Regions from separate parts of the Mus musculus genome. Here region 2 is linked to region 1. A link is a contact called in public promoter capture Hi-C data. All regions are on one chromosome and are shown on one strand. Each heading gives the region's core, a stretch centred on a gene start, on an enhancer-like site or on the middle of the called end of the contact. The rest is flanking DNA. Distances are from core to core; before and after follow the strand shown. Region 1 holds the start of Hectd1 (HECT domain E3 ubiquitin protein ligase 1). Region 2 holds the start of Mgat2 (mannoside acetylglucosaminyltransferase 2).

Region 1 (6,503 bases), core at 774-3,273:
TACTTTTACATTATGTGCACATGTGCATGCCTGTGTGTGGGTGAATGCATGTAAACGCAGGTGCTTGTAGAGGCCAGAGGCATCAGATGTGAGCTGCCTGATATGGGTACTGGGAACCAAACGCACAGACCACCAGTGAGTATCTTCAATTTCTCAAGGCCAGATAATGTTAAGCATCTTTCATATGCTTTCTCGCCAGCCACTGGGATGTCTTCTTGGTTAAATGTCTCCAGTCTTTTACAATTTCTAATTAAGGTTTTTTTCTTTTCTTTTTTCTTTTCTGAGACAGGGTTTCTCTGTGTAGCTCTGGCTGTCCTGGAACTCACTCTGTAGTCCAGGATGGCCTCAACTCAGAAGTCCACCTGCCTCTGCCTCCCAAGTGCTGGGATTAAAGGTGTGCGCCACCACTGCCTGGCAAGGTTTTTTCTTATTCTTGGGTTTGAAGAGTTTTTCATTTGTTCTGGCCACAGTCCTGTGGTAGCTACATTGTTAGAAAGTATTTTTCCTGTTGGGGAACTTTGGAAATTTCTGCATGAGCCGTTCATAGTCTGTGAAGGTAGATTCCAGGCATCTGTATATGAAGAAACACATTGTGTTACATCTAAACAACTTACTATTATTTAGCAGTAAGAATTAAATGGGCTCCCAAGCCAGGTGTTAGCATACTTGTTAGCATACTCAGGAAGGAAGCCCTCTTGTTAGCATACTCAGGAAGCTGAGGCAGGAGGATATTGACTTTAGGCCAGCCAGGGTTACATAAGCATACCCACTTCAAAACAACAAGAAAAACAAAAAGTAAAAAACAAAACCAAATAAAAAAATCCAGTACAACAAAACAAAACAAAACACAACACAACACCAAATAAATGAGCTACCAAGCTATAAAAACTCACAGAGGATCCTTAAAGAGTGTTAGTGAATAATTCCAACTAGAAACGATATTTTGGAAAGGGCAAAACCATAAACAAAGAGATCAGTGGGAACTCTCTGTCCTTAGCCCTACCTGGCCAGGAACACATGATACAGAACAGGGTAGCCATAACTTATTCTCTGTACTTTCTGTTCAATTTGCTGTGGATCTAAAACTCTTCTAATGAAAACTTTTCCGGGTGTCTCTAATGTGCCGCCAGGGTTGAAAACTACTAGCCTCGGTCTTTGCATACAGTTCTTTCCTAAAATTAGGTATCTACTGCTATTTTGTTGTTGTTGTTCAAAGGATGAGTTCAGTATGGAGTCTTTTTCTTCCTCTTTTTCTCTCCCTTGGCTGCTCCTTCTTCATCACCACCGTCGCCGCCCTGTAGCCCAGACAAGTCTCGACCTCATTTTGTAGCCAAGGATGACCTTGAACTCCAGCCTCCAGTTCTCTAGTGTCACGGTTACGTGAGGACTCCACTAGCAGCGGCTAGTATTTGATTTTTCAACGCCCATGAAATAAAAGTTTGACGGGAATAACTACGGAAGTACAAGTGACCACGAGCCGAAGGCAACTGTGTGGGAAGTCCTCGATGCTGGCTGCTTCCCGGGACTCCACGGTGGGCAGGCAGGAGGCACGAGTTCCCGCAGCCGTCCTGGTCCCATCTGCGCCGAGGCGATAACGCCCGGCTGCGCAGCGCTCGCCGAGTTCCCAGGCTCGCTGGGAAGCGTTCTGGTAAACCGCTGGCTTTAAAAGTCCGGAGGAGGGGGTGACCCGGGCACGCCGAGCGCCTGCGAGACGGTGGCCTCCGTTCCGCAGGACTCCGGAGCGGCTCGCGCCGGGCGAGACGGGCGGAGCGTGCGCGGAGCAGCTGCTGGCGGCGCGCGCGGATTGACAGCGCGGCGACTCGGGCGCCGGGAGGCCGGGCTGAGGAGAGCCGTAGCCGACCGCCGAAGGAGCCCGGCGCCCCCCGTCGTCGCCCCGTGCCGCGGGGTCCGGCCTCCGCAGCGCCCCAGGTGGCCGCGGGCAGGGCGGCCGGGAGGCGTTCGCTCCGCCTCCGCCGGCGCGGCCTTCACCAGCCTCCCCGCCCGGCGCTCGGCCGACCCTTCTCCTGCCCCCGCCCGGCTGGCGATGGACGCGGCGTCTCCCCGCTGCCGCCGACGGCCCCGCGCGGACCTGGCTCTGAACCGCAGGGTCTGAGGAGCCGCGTGCTGGGGTCGGGACCCGCGCTGGCTGCCGCCGCTCGGGGGAGCCTCTCGCTTCCTTGTCACCGGGTCCCCGCGGAGGAAGGGGAGGGACGAGACACGGCTTTTCCTGTGCCGCCTGCCTGGCTCGACCTGCGCGGCCTGCGGTTTCCTAGGAACTCGAGGGCCGCGGCCGGGCCAGGCTCTGCCCGCGGCCTGCTTGGAGCTGGACCGGAGCTGTTTGGTACGGCGAGCCAGGGTAAGAGCCTGCGGTCAGGGTAGGCGGGGGCGCTAGGCGCTGTCGGCAGGCTGGGCCTGCGCGAGGATCCGGGCCGCCGAGTCCAGCGGCGGGCGCGGAGCTGGACCCCAGCGCGGTGAGGTCGGTCTTCCGCCGTCGCCTCTGCGTATCGGGCCCTTTGTTCCCCTCTCCGGGCCTTACGGGGCTTGGCTTGTTGGCTTCGGAGCTCCGGCTACGCGCTCCTTGTCCTTGGTAAGGCTCAGCCGCCCGGCGGGGACCGGGGACGTCCCGCTGGGCCTCCGAGTTCCGGGAGACCCGCACCCCAGCCGCTCGGCGGCTTCCTCTTGAGCTCGCAGGTTTGCTGCTTCTCTAGAACTTCGCCCTCCGCCCGGAGGCAGGTAGCTAACTTAGCCAGGTTGGCTGTCAGCGTCGCGGCTCCGGCCTTGATCAGGCCGAGGACGATGGGGCAGCCCCGCCGGGCGCGGCCGATGGGTGCCCACCGCGACCCGCCTCTAGGTTCCCACACCGGCAGGTGGATTGCGTGGGACGCAACGCTGTCCTTTGGTCGGGCATCTAGAAGCTTTTGTAATGACTTGCCTGCCTAGACTACTTCTCAAAAAATTTTTTACATAAAAACTAACTGCCCCATCCTATGGGAGAAAGAATGTCTGCCTGTCTGTCCGTCTGCCTGGGGGGGGGTGGTAACCTGTTAGTTGTATTTACTTTAGCATCAAGCCCCCCCCCCAAAAAAAAAAAAGTTTTAAGAACATTTGCCTAGATTACCAGAAGTTCTTATCAGTATTTACTTCCGCATAGGTAGATTTCATATCTAATTACTGTTTGTATTTGGGCATATTTTAGGAGTAAGTTTGAGAATTCAAAACTCGTGAGAAGGGAAATTCAATCCGAAGAAGAATTGGATTGGAAAGTGGTCTTTAAAACTACTGGATCTGACCCGTATCTGAAGCTCCGATTTTTGGTGGAGTTTGGGGGGAGGTTGCAGGAAGAAGTTGACTGGTAAAAGAACTTTTTTGTACATGTTTTTTGCCTTTTGGCACAGACATTGGTGATAACAGTACTGGGATCCAAAACTTGTTTCATAGTGTTTGACCAAGACAGCTCTGGTTTCTAGTTAACTAGCAACCTAATCAGCATATATTCATTCCAGTGTTAAACTGTTTTGCCTTGAGGGTTTTTGCATTAAGCCCAGGAAGTAGACTGCTGCATATGTAGCATACTTTTTGAAGTAATACTTTGCAGTTTGGAAAGTTTTTTTTTGTTGTTTTGTTTTTGTTTTTTCAAGACAGAGTTTCTCTGTATAGCCCTGGCTGTACTGGAAATCAGCTTTGTAGACCAGGCTGGCCTTGAACTCAGAAATCTGCCTGCCTCTGCCTCCCTAGCGCTGGGATTAAAGGAGTGTGCCACCATGCCCGGCTGGAAAGTTTTTTTTTTTAAAGCATATATATTTGCTTATTTTGTGTGTGTGCAAGTATGTGTGCGTGTGCATATCACAGTGCAATATGGAAATTGGAGAATAGCTCTGTATGTATATACATATACACATGCATGTGTGTGTGTGTGTGTGTCTCTTGAGGACCTGAGGACCTTACAGAAACTTGGTTCAAGCAGATGTACAAGAAAAAAGTCTTTACACAGGCTGATCAGTTCTGAACAAATGTTTGAAAAACCCGTTTCCCTTTTTCAATTTAGGCAAAGGAGCATTTTAAAGACAATGGCAGATGTAGATCCTGATACGTTGCTGGAATGGCTGCAGATGGGACAGGGAGATGAAAGGGACATGCAGCTAATAGCCCTGGAGCAGCTATGCATGCTGCTTTTGATGTCTGACAATGTGGATCGCTGTTTTGAAACGTAAGTGCATTCCTGCATCACCTTCCTCTGCGCCCACTGTGCTGACATCTGTTTCCAGCTATTTGCTGACTTCAGTTTGTGTGAAAACTTTGCTAGGGAACTTTAAAATACCCCTTTAGACATTTCTGCAGTTGTCTGTGGTTCATGGAACCCTAGTAATGATAATCGTGATTATGTAAATACATATTTGTTCAATGAGTGTGGATTAGGAATACTAACCATAGCTTGGTTGAGTCAGTTATGAACCATCTCATAAATTAAAAAGATTATAAATGTTTATCTTCTTTAAAGCTGTTTTTGTATTATATGACTTGGAGAATAAGGTCAGAACTACCTGTTTCTTTGGTTTTCATGTGTCATTGCTTTTGTTAAAATAACTTCGGTTAATACATTTCATTTGGATATTTCCAATACTTTTTGAAGTACAGAAGCTTTGAAGTTGTGTGTGTGTGTGTGTGTGTGTGTGTGTACTTTCGTGTATGCTATGGTGTGCATGTGGAAGTCAGAGGACAACTTTTTGGGAGTTGATCTCTCATTTTAGCATGTGGGTTCCAGGATTAAACTCAGGTTCTCAGGCTTCGTGGTAAGTACTTTTACCAGCTGAGCCATCTCACTACCCAAATTTGGAGAGTTTTAAACAGTTGTATCAGAGATGATACTAGAAAGTTTGCATAAAAATATGAAAGGCATTACTCTACTAGCTCGGCACTTAGGCCATGATTTTCCTCTTGTGTGATTCTGGTTCAGTAAAGGAATAAACATTTCTCTGAGTTCATCTGAGTTGTGAATTCCAATAAGTCACTAAAACCTTTTATATGTGCTTTAGTGCTATTTAAAGGTAATTTAAAAATATTTGTGATATTGGCTTAAAGCTTGGTATAATTAATGCCTTTGAGGTGGAAATAGACTATATTACTTGCTAAATCTATATTGTTTTTTCAAAGTGCTCTCTCTTTTGATTTTTAAGTAGTTTGTATTTTTGTTAAAAAATATTATTTTAGCTGGATATGGCTCATGCTTTTAATCTCAGCACTTGAGAGGTGAGGTAGGAGCAGGAGTTAAAGGTCTTCCTTGGTTACATAGTCTGTCCAGCCAGCCTTGGTGACATCAGTGACATCCTTGGTGACATAGTCTGTCCAGCTAGCCAGAGCTGTAGGAGACCTTGTCTCAAAAAAAGAAAAAAGAAAAAGAAAAAGTCAAAGTAAGGGTGTCTATGGAGGGGGCTCCCTGGATAAAGGATGTGACCACGAGGGCCGAGGACCTGGGTTAGTGCCCAGAACCTGGGTTGTAGGAGGAGAACCAGCTCTGGTAACCTCTCTAACATCGCTAGCATCTTCGAGTACACAGGGTTGATAAAAGTTCTTATAAATAAACATCCATATCATGGTGGTTTGTTAATTCTTTTTATCAGTAGATTTCTTTTTTTTGAAGAATTATTTATTTTATGTCTATGAGTATACATAAAGAACTTTTTAAAAGGAAATTTTAACAATGTAAAATTGGTTCTTATGAAAAATTCTACAACTAAACAAAACAGCTATGTTACATTTTCTACTTCTCCTTCCATTCCTTTTTCATATTTCATGTGATGAAATTTAAAAGAAAAAGAAATTAAAATGATTTCAGATGTGATGTACTATGTAAAGGAATAAGGTTTGTTTGTTTGTTTGTTTTAATTTTAAAGATGTGTTTATTTTTATTTATCTGAGAGTTCTGTCTGCATGTGCACCATGTGTGCAGGTGCCCACGGAGGCCAGAAGAGGGCATCACCAGGTTCCCTGGACCTGTAGTTAGGACTACCGTGAGCTGCCTGCCAGGTGCTGTTGGAAACTGAATCTGGGTGCTCTCCAAGAGCTCTTATTCACTGAGCCATCTCTCCAGCCCCAGGATATTGTCAGTTAGACTGGTTAGTCCTGTTTCATGTGACATAGCAGCTATGTATTCAAAGTGCACATCTGTTTAGATTTTGTGACCTTTTCTAACTATCCCTCTTATTAACCTTTGTTAATAATTTTTCTAAAATTTACATATCATATGTTGTGATGCATGAGTGTGTGCTTGCCTTTATGTAGTGGTGCGGGTGGAGGTCAAAGGATAACTTACAGGACCTGGCTCTGTCTCTCATCACTCTGCTCTGGGGATTGCTCCTAGAGAATTAGACTTTACCACCTGCTGCCTCTGTTTCCCCCTTAAACCTCGGCTTGTCTTGTTTTCAGCACTCCGTAGCTTTATATCTTTTCTACAAGAAGTTATTTTGTTAGGCTGTGTAGTAGCACTTGGCTTTAATATCAGCACT
Region 2 (7,166 bases), core at 1,950-4,449, about 17 Mb before region 1:
AGCAAAGAGTAAGACAGCTCAGTGGTAAAGGTACCTGCCACCAAAGTGCCTGGAGTTCTGTCCCTGAGACTCACAGGGTAGAGAGCCAACGTCCTCTGACCTTCAGCATTCACTACCAACACACGTGCACACAGGATACAAATGTGGTAAAACATTTCAAAAGCCAAAGCCCAGGCAACTTTGCTTCACCTTGAAAATGCACAACAGTTCTAGTACGAGAGTGGTTCAAGAGCAACAGTCATCTTCACACAGAAATGAGTCCTCTGTCATTTTTTTTTTCTACATCATGGAAAGGTAAGCCTCAAGATTGCTTCTTACTCCTGTAACTGTACTTTTAAGAGTATCTCAGTTACGGCTGGCACCAGTTTTGCTGTACCTTGGCAAAACTGAACTTTGGATCGTTCTGGCCTTCAAAAACAATTTAGGCAGAACTTCCCTTAGGCAGCAGCTTTTCTTACTGCTCATTATCTATGCCTGGCTAATTTGAAAGCCAAACAATTTCTTCCTAAGAGAATGCACTGTCATGAACAGGCTTCCTTTAAGCTCATACAATGTATAGCTAGAAAATATTAAGATGTGATGCTCATTCTCAAAACTCCTAGAATGCCTTTATTGATACAAATAGAAGATTCTGCAAAATGATTAGGGAATTTTATGCAAAAATGAGTATTTTATTTTGGCAGCACTAAGAAGAAAAAAATCAAAACCACTGTATTTCTACATTGAGGTGAAAACATTGCTTTAACTTCCTTATTAATCAAATACATTCCAAAGGAAATCATGTAATATGTATGTTGAAAGCACAGGCAAATCTTAACACAATAGCACAGGAATCAGTAATACTGAAAATGACTCTTCCGACAGGATGCTTAACAAACTTAAAACTTCTGAGTTATTGAACCAAAGGATTCCTTTCTAATAACTGTGTCAATAGTGAAACTGGGTCTGTCCCAGAAATACTCTAGTGATTTCATTGTAATACTTTTTACTGTTGTTGACAGTTTTAAATAAATCTTGATATACTTAAAATAACTTTTGAAAGTGGAAAAGTATACAAAGTTTTAGATAAAAAGATTAACAGATGTGATTTAAATAAAATTTCCCCTTTCTTTTTTTATCAATAATCTAATCATTACTTTTAAGCAGATAGACTGAATTTTAAAACCCAGTCCCAAAATGAAAATTTCAGTTTGAAATTTTAATCAGTCCTAACTGGAAAGGATTGCTATGTATCTGGACACCTTTTACAAGAAGTTTATGTATTAAAGCAGAGGCCGGTTCCTATACCTTTATTCAATTGTATATCCCATTGAGACAAATATAAAAAATAGAAGACTGTCACTTTTGCTTTTGCAATTGTGATATTTTTTTTCCTCACTGCAGTCTTCTATAACTTTTACAGAGTTCATGGTCCCTAATATCTCCCCACCCTCCATTTTTCCTAGGTGGGGAAATGGCTGCCATAGGAAACTTCTCACCGATAACTAGAGTTTCCGGAAACAGGTATTGTTTGTTGCTATTTAATAATGACTCAATTTGGGCACTCTGGGTGGATGGCCTACATGTTTTCTTGTGATGCATACCACAGTCTCCAGCATGAAAAATCCTAGGAGCCTGAGGAACTAAGACTTTCCAGATTTTAGGAAGACAAGCTAGAGTCAAATACTGAAGAGTCCAGTCCCAGTTATAATCATCGTAAGTACAGAAAGTGTCCGTGCATTCGATAAGCTTCTGATATGCATCTCGGGTCAAGGCTAGCCCCATGTTGTGCTCTGTCGATTTCCAAGTTTTCACATCTACTTTGTCAGCAATGCCATAGAAACTCCGAATGGTGGTGTAGGTCCCTAGAGAGAGGACGTCACACCCAGGACACTCCTGCTGCTTCAGTTTCCACATCTTTTTGAAGACATGGTAAAAGTCTGGGGCTAAGTAGTGGTCCTCTTCCAGGAAGAGTATAAGGCCAGTGTAATCTTGAAGAACTTTGACTCTTTCCCATACAAAATGCAGCTTCCACCACCAATGGTGTTTGGTTTGTGAGAACTTGGCCTCTCTGTAATGGCCGAAGGAGTCAGGGTATTCGGCATTGATGCACCCCAACTTCAGAGCTGCATTCTTCTTTAGGTCTCTGGGGCAATCTCTAGGGTCACTACCCGGAAACTCATTCGGGTACAGCTGAATGCTGAACGGAAAGAACACTTGCAGAACCGGGCAGAAATCCACCCTGGAGATCAGACTGTTGATCTCTGCGGACCAGAAGTCATGGCTAAAGATGACTAGGACTTCCTGAATACCCTGGGCTTTGCGAAGCGAGTCTATCAGCAACCTGAGGTATTCCGGCCTGTTATGCACCTGGACCACCAGCACCAGCTCCCCGGGGCTCCAGGTGCCGTCATTACCGACGTTCCTCAGCATCTGATCGAAGTTCAACTGGTACACCAGGGACCGGTACCGCAGCGTTAGGTTGTCCACCTCCGGCCGCGGGACCGCGGGAACCAGAGGAGCGGCCGATTCGTTTGAGACCCTGCGGATGCCTACGGACACAGCAAGGTGGCCCGCACCCCGTACGGGCTCCGCGTCCAGCAGCGGCGGGCCAAGGGCGTCGCTCTTCCTTTGTCGCCCATTGCTACTCCAGAGGACGAAGCCGCAGGCGGCCACCACGAGCGTCAGGATTAGCACCTTCCGTTTGTAGATGCGGAACCTCATGGTCTCCAGGGCCCGGAGCGCGGGCGCGGAAAAGAAGCTGGCGGCCTCTGCACGGAAGGGGCGGGCGGGCGGCGCCGTCGCCTTGGCCTGCAGCCCTAGGAACTGGCCCCCGCGGCGGCCCTCGCTAACTCATCCCGGGCTCCGGCGTCCTGGGGCCCGAAGGCTCTCAACTGCCTCGCGCCGCCCGGGCTCCGCGCATCCTCTCTGGCAGTTGCAGCTCCGGCAGCCGCCCCGCCGCTACGAGCCGCGGCTCAACGTCGCCTCGGTCCTCTCCATTCAGCACCCGGGGGTCCCGGAAGAAGCCCCGCCGCGGTCGCCGACACCGTGATTCCTTTACCTGCGCTGCCCGTGGCTCTGCGTCCTCTGCGCGCTCATCCTTGCTCGCACGGCGGAACGGCGACACCGAACGCCGCAGCCTCGCCCCGCTCCGGCAGCGACCGCTCTGACAAGCCGCGACTGGCCTGCGAGCGCCCGGGCCCTCCGGCCCACACCCTCCGCCCCGCCCCGCCCCGCCGGGCGCTGATTGGCGCTTCTCAGAAGCCTCCGGAGGAGGCCGCTGCTTATTGGTTCGCATTCCCGTCGCTCAGGTTCAGTTCCGACTTCCGCTCTGTTCGTCCCTTTCCTGTTCGGCGCGTGCGGTTGAGTCGGGGATCGCGGCGGCCGGTCTCTCGGTAAGTCTGGAGCAGAGCGGTAGCTGCTTCCTTGGGGACCGCGGTCGCCTGGAAGCCGGAGCCGACCTAGCTCTTTGAGGCGTCGGAAAGGGGCAGGTGCTGCCCGCCGCGGCTTGAGGTCAGCCCGCGGCTCTCTCGGAAGAGACCGCTCCAGCATGGCGGCTCCCGGGCGGCGAGGCGTGCTGGCTGCTAACGACACGTCAGCCTTCGGGCCCGCTGGAGAGTGACGGTGCTTTAGAGGGGGTGAAGCCAAAACAGACTGACGTGGCTGGGGGGAAGGAACGAGCCCGGTTGTTGCAGAAACGACTATATTTCGTTGTAAGCCATTCGTAGCTAGAAAACGGAGGGAATTGCTGTGGGGTAGTCCGAGCAAAACTTCTCTACCCGGACGCCACTGCGTTGTCCTTGCAGTGAGACCTAAGAAATTGGACGCTGGTTTGGGGAGAACTGTAATGGCCACTCCAAGTGTCAGTTCCTTTGGACGCTAAGGCAGACCTCAACTAGCAATCCTCTGCCTCAGCCTCCCAGGACACACTCCATCAGGTCTGAGTTTTTAACTGTTAATGCCTCGTTTTAGTTTAAAAAAACAAAAAACAGTTTTTCTATAGGCTTGAAGTGGTAAGGATTGAACCCCGGTGTTTAAGCCAGTGCTCATCCACTCAGCTGCGTGTTGGCCTTTTATTCACGTGGGAAATGAGTACTTGGTGGGTTCACAAATTTTCGAACATTACTGTTTTTTTTTTATATGTTCCTACAAATTATACCTGTTTAAAACTTTCGAGTTTGAAGATCTTTAATGTCTGAAACTTTCTTACAGTTCTCATCGCAGACACTTCTACTGCAAACATGGTCAACGTACCAAAAACCCGAAGGACTTTCTGTAAGAAATGTGGCAAGCATCAGCCTCACAAAGTGACCCAGTATAAGAAGGGCAAGGATTCCCTGTATGCCCAAGGAAAGCGGCGCTACGATCGCAAGCAGAGTGGCTACGGTGGGCAGACAAAGCCAATCTTTCGAAAGAAGGCCAAAACCACAAAGAAGATTGTGCTCAGGCTTGAGTGTGTTGAGCCCAACTGCAGATCCAAGAGGATGCTGGCCATTAAGAGATGCAAGCATTTTGAACTGGGAGGCGACAAGAAGAGGAAGGGCCAAGTGATCCAGTTCTAAAACTTGTGTTCTCTGAGAGGAAAATACTGAAGCAGTAGAGAAATGACCTGCTAGAGAATAAAGTTACTGTTAATGATACCAAGCCTTGTGTTTTGATTCTCAGTAGGATTGCATATTTAGGGGGTTTTGTTTTCAAACATAATTTGAGTCTGGGTCTACCTCTGCCTCCTAAATACTAGAAGTACAGAATTGCACCATATCCTATTTCTAAGGTGCTGTGTTGGGTTGAACCCAGTGCTTTCTGCATGCTAGGCAAAGTGTGTACTAAGTGCCCTACAAGAAGTCATACAGATAAGCAGTAGCTACAGAATAATGGGCACAGAACATATGTGATGGTCATAGAATTCATTCCCCAGATCTGCTGACAAAGGTTTCATCCTTCCACTCAGAATGGCTTGGAGACTAACATTAAATTGGTCACTTGATTAGGTATTTTCAATTTATATGAAAATTATTATTTAATAATTGTTCATTATATTTTCAGACTTGTTGATGTTGGCTAATTTACCATGGACAGTGATACATGTTTGGTAACTCATTCAAAAAAATTCCATAAAAGGGAGGAGGGGAATAAAATTTGAATTTAAATGACTCATTGGTGGGTGGGGTAAAGAATAATTAAGACTGGAGAGATGGCTTATTAACCCTGGCTGTCTTTTTTTTTTTTTTTAATCTTACACGTGAATTGACTCTTTGCCTAGAAGTGTACATGTGTGAGGGTATCAGGTCTAGAACTGGCGTTAGTTGTGAGCTGCCACGTGGGTGCTCCAATTAAACCTGGGTCCTCTGGAAGAACAGCCAGTGCTCCTTACCAGATAAGCCATTTCTACAGCCCATGGCTGCTCTTTTTGCAAAACATCCCCAGCATCTACGTGGCTTCCAATTGTCTGTAAGTATAATTACAGGGGATCTAACATGTTTATCTAAAACTCCTATGTAGAAAGTTTACTCCTATGTAAAGATAATTAAGAAAGCAAGCTTTTTCATTGGTGGTACTGCTAGGAGTCAAACTTAGGGTCCTGTATATACTAGGGAAGTCCTGTTACAGACCTATACCATCATTATCTAGTTAAGAAATAAAATTTTGGGGAGACAGGGTTTCTAGCTTTGGCTGTCCTGGAAGTATGTAGACCAGACTGGCCTCAAATTCAGAGATTAACCTCCCTCTGCCTCCTTTAAGGTAGACCACTATGTCTTACCCCTTGAATAAAGTTCTAATAAAAGTGTTCTAATGCTGCTGGGCAGTGGTGGCATACACCTTTAATCCCAGCACTTGGGAGACAGATGCAGGAGTTCAAGGCCAGCCTAGTCTAGAAAGTAAGTTCCAGGAACTAAATGCTATACAGAGAAGCCTTGTCCTGAAAAACCAGAAAAAAAAAAAAGTGTTCTAATGCTTAATACCAATGTTTGAATCTTTAAAAAAGGAAAAAAGTTGGAAATGATAAAGTTGTAGTAAAATGAATTATAGGTGAAATCTGGTTCTCCTTTCCAGGCTGAACAGCCACACGCTAACACCTCTGTTCCTCCAAACCTATTCACTCTCAGACCTGGAACTCATCATGCAAAACAGGCAAGCCTCCAACTCAGAGACCCGCCTGCCTCTGCCTCCCAAATGCTAGAATTAAATGTGCATCACACCATGACTTTATGGTTTGGGGGAGGGGGGTAGAATATTTAGTGACAAATACTCCTTCCCCCTAGATCCTCAACACAATCAGTACAGGGTCTCTCTGTGTAGCCCTGGCTGTCCTGGAACTCACTTTGTAGACCAGGCTGGCCTTGAACTCAGAAATCCGCCTACCCCTGCATCCTGAGTGCTGGGATTAAAGGTGTGCACCACCATGCCAGGCTACTTCACTTTCATGACATGTGTAACAACTGTAAATTTGGGAACTTAGAATTTACAAGATAAACACTGCATGTCCTGATGTGGACACACCACACAAAATATGTAATAAACATGAGAAATATGAACACCTTATAAAAATTATACACATATTTAGAAGTAAAACCTAAGAGTTCTAAGGGAAAATGGGAAGTTTAAACAAAGTCCCTGCTTGGTCTGGCCTTCAGTTTCTCTACGTTCTTCAGTAGAAAGCCACTAGTCCTGATACGGACAAAACTCAGTCACTACCTTAAACCACAAGGACACATCACACATCAAAACAGAAGCACAATGGAGCTTAACACTGTTCATAACATGGAACATTTAAGATAATTCAATAAAGCCAAAAAAAAAAAAAAAAAATCCGCCTGCCTCTGCCTCTCAAGTGCTGGGATTAAAGGCAAGAAGAGTTGGATTTTTGAAAGATTTCAGAATTTTGAATGGAGACCAGAAGAGGGATTGAATCTCTTAAGAGCTAGCGTTACAGGCATTTTTAAGCTGCCCAAGAAAGGTGCTGCAAGCTGAACTCGGGTCCTCCAGAAGAGCAACATTAGCTCCTAACCACTAAGCTCTTTCTGGCCTTTTTAACATTAGAAATGATTTTAAACATGAGTATGGATGTTTGCCTGAATGTATTTCTGTGCATCAGAAGAGGGTTTCAGATTCCCTGGGACTGCAGTTATGAGCTACCATGTGGGTGCTGGGAATTGGGGGTCCACTGCAAGAGCATCCAGTACTCT

The links. Promoter capture Hi-C pulls out the DNA fragments that hold promoters and counts their contacts.
Region 2: a promoter capture Hi-C map of pre-B cells shows a contact between it and region 1, with 4 times the contacts expected there. The contact joins the promoter of Mgat2 here to the promoter of Hectd1 in region 1. A contact is called at or near these places in 2 of 39 promoter capture datasets (liver and pre-B cells).

Annotation. Positions count from the first base shown.
Region 1 is chr12:51,825,056-51,831,558 of GRCm38.p6, reverse strand. It overlaps Hectd1 (HECT domain E3 ubiquitin protein ligase 1), which reads left to right and starts at 2,023. Exons shown (of 43, transcript NM_144788.2): 1 at 2,023-2,356; 2 at 4,046-4,207. The coding sequence starts at 4,068. It overlaps Gm5785, which reads right to left and starts at 3,374. Exons shown (of 4, transcript XM_011244243.2): 1 at 3,291-3,374; 2 at 2,330-2,704; 3 at 1,004-2,269; 4 at 1-571. The coding sequence starts at 3,374. The coding sequence ends at 1,418.
Region 2 is chr12:69,180,191-69,187,356 of GRCm38.p6, reverse strand. It overlaps Mgat2 (mannoside acetylglucosaminyltransferase 2), which reads right to left and starts at 3,199. Exons shown (of 1, transcript NM_146035.2): 1 at 584-3,199. The coding sequence starts at 2,703. The coding sequence ends at 1,375. Rpl36al (ribosomal protein L36A-like) reads left to right here and starts at 3,290. Exons shown (of 2, transcript NM_025589.4): 1 at 3,290-3,374; 2 at 4,192-4,623. The coding sequence starts at 4,221. The coding sequence ends at 4,541.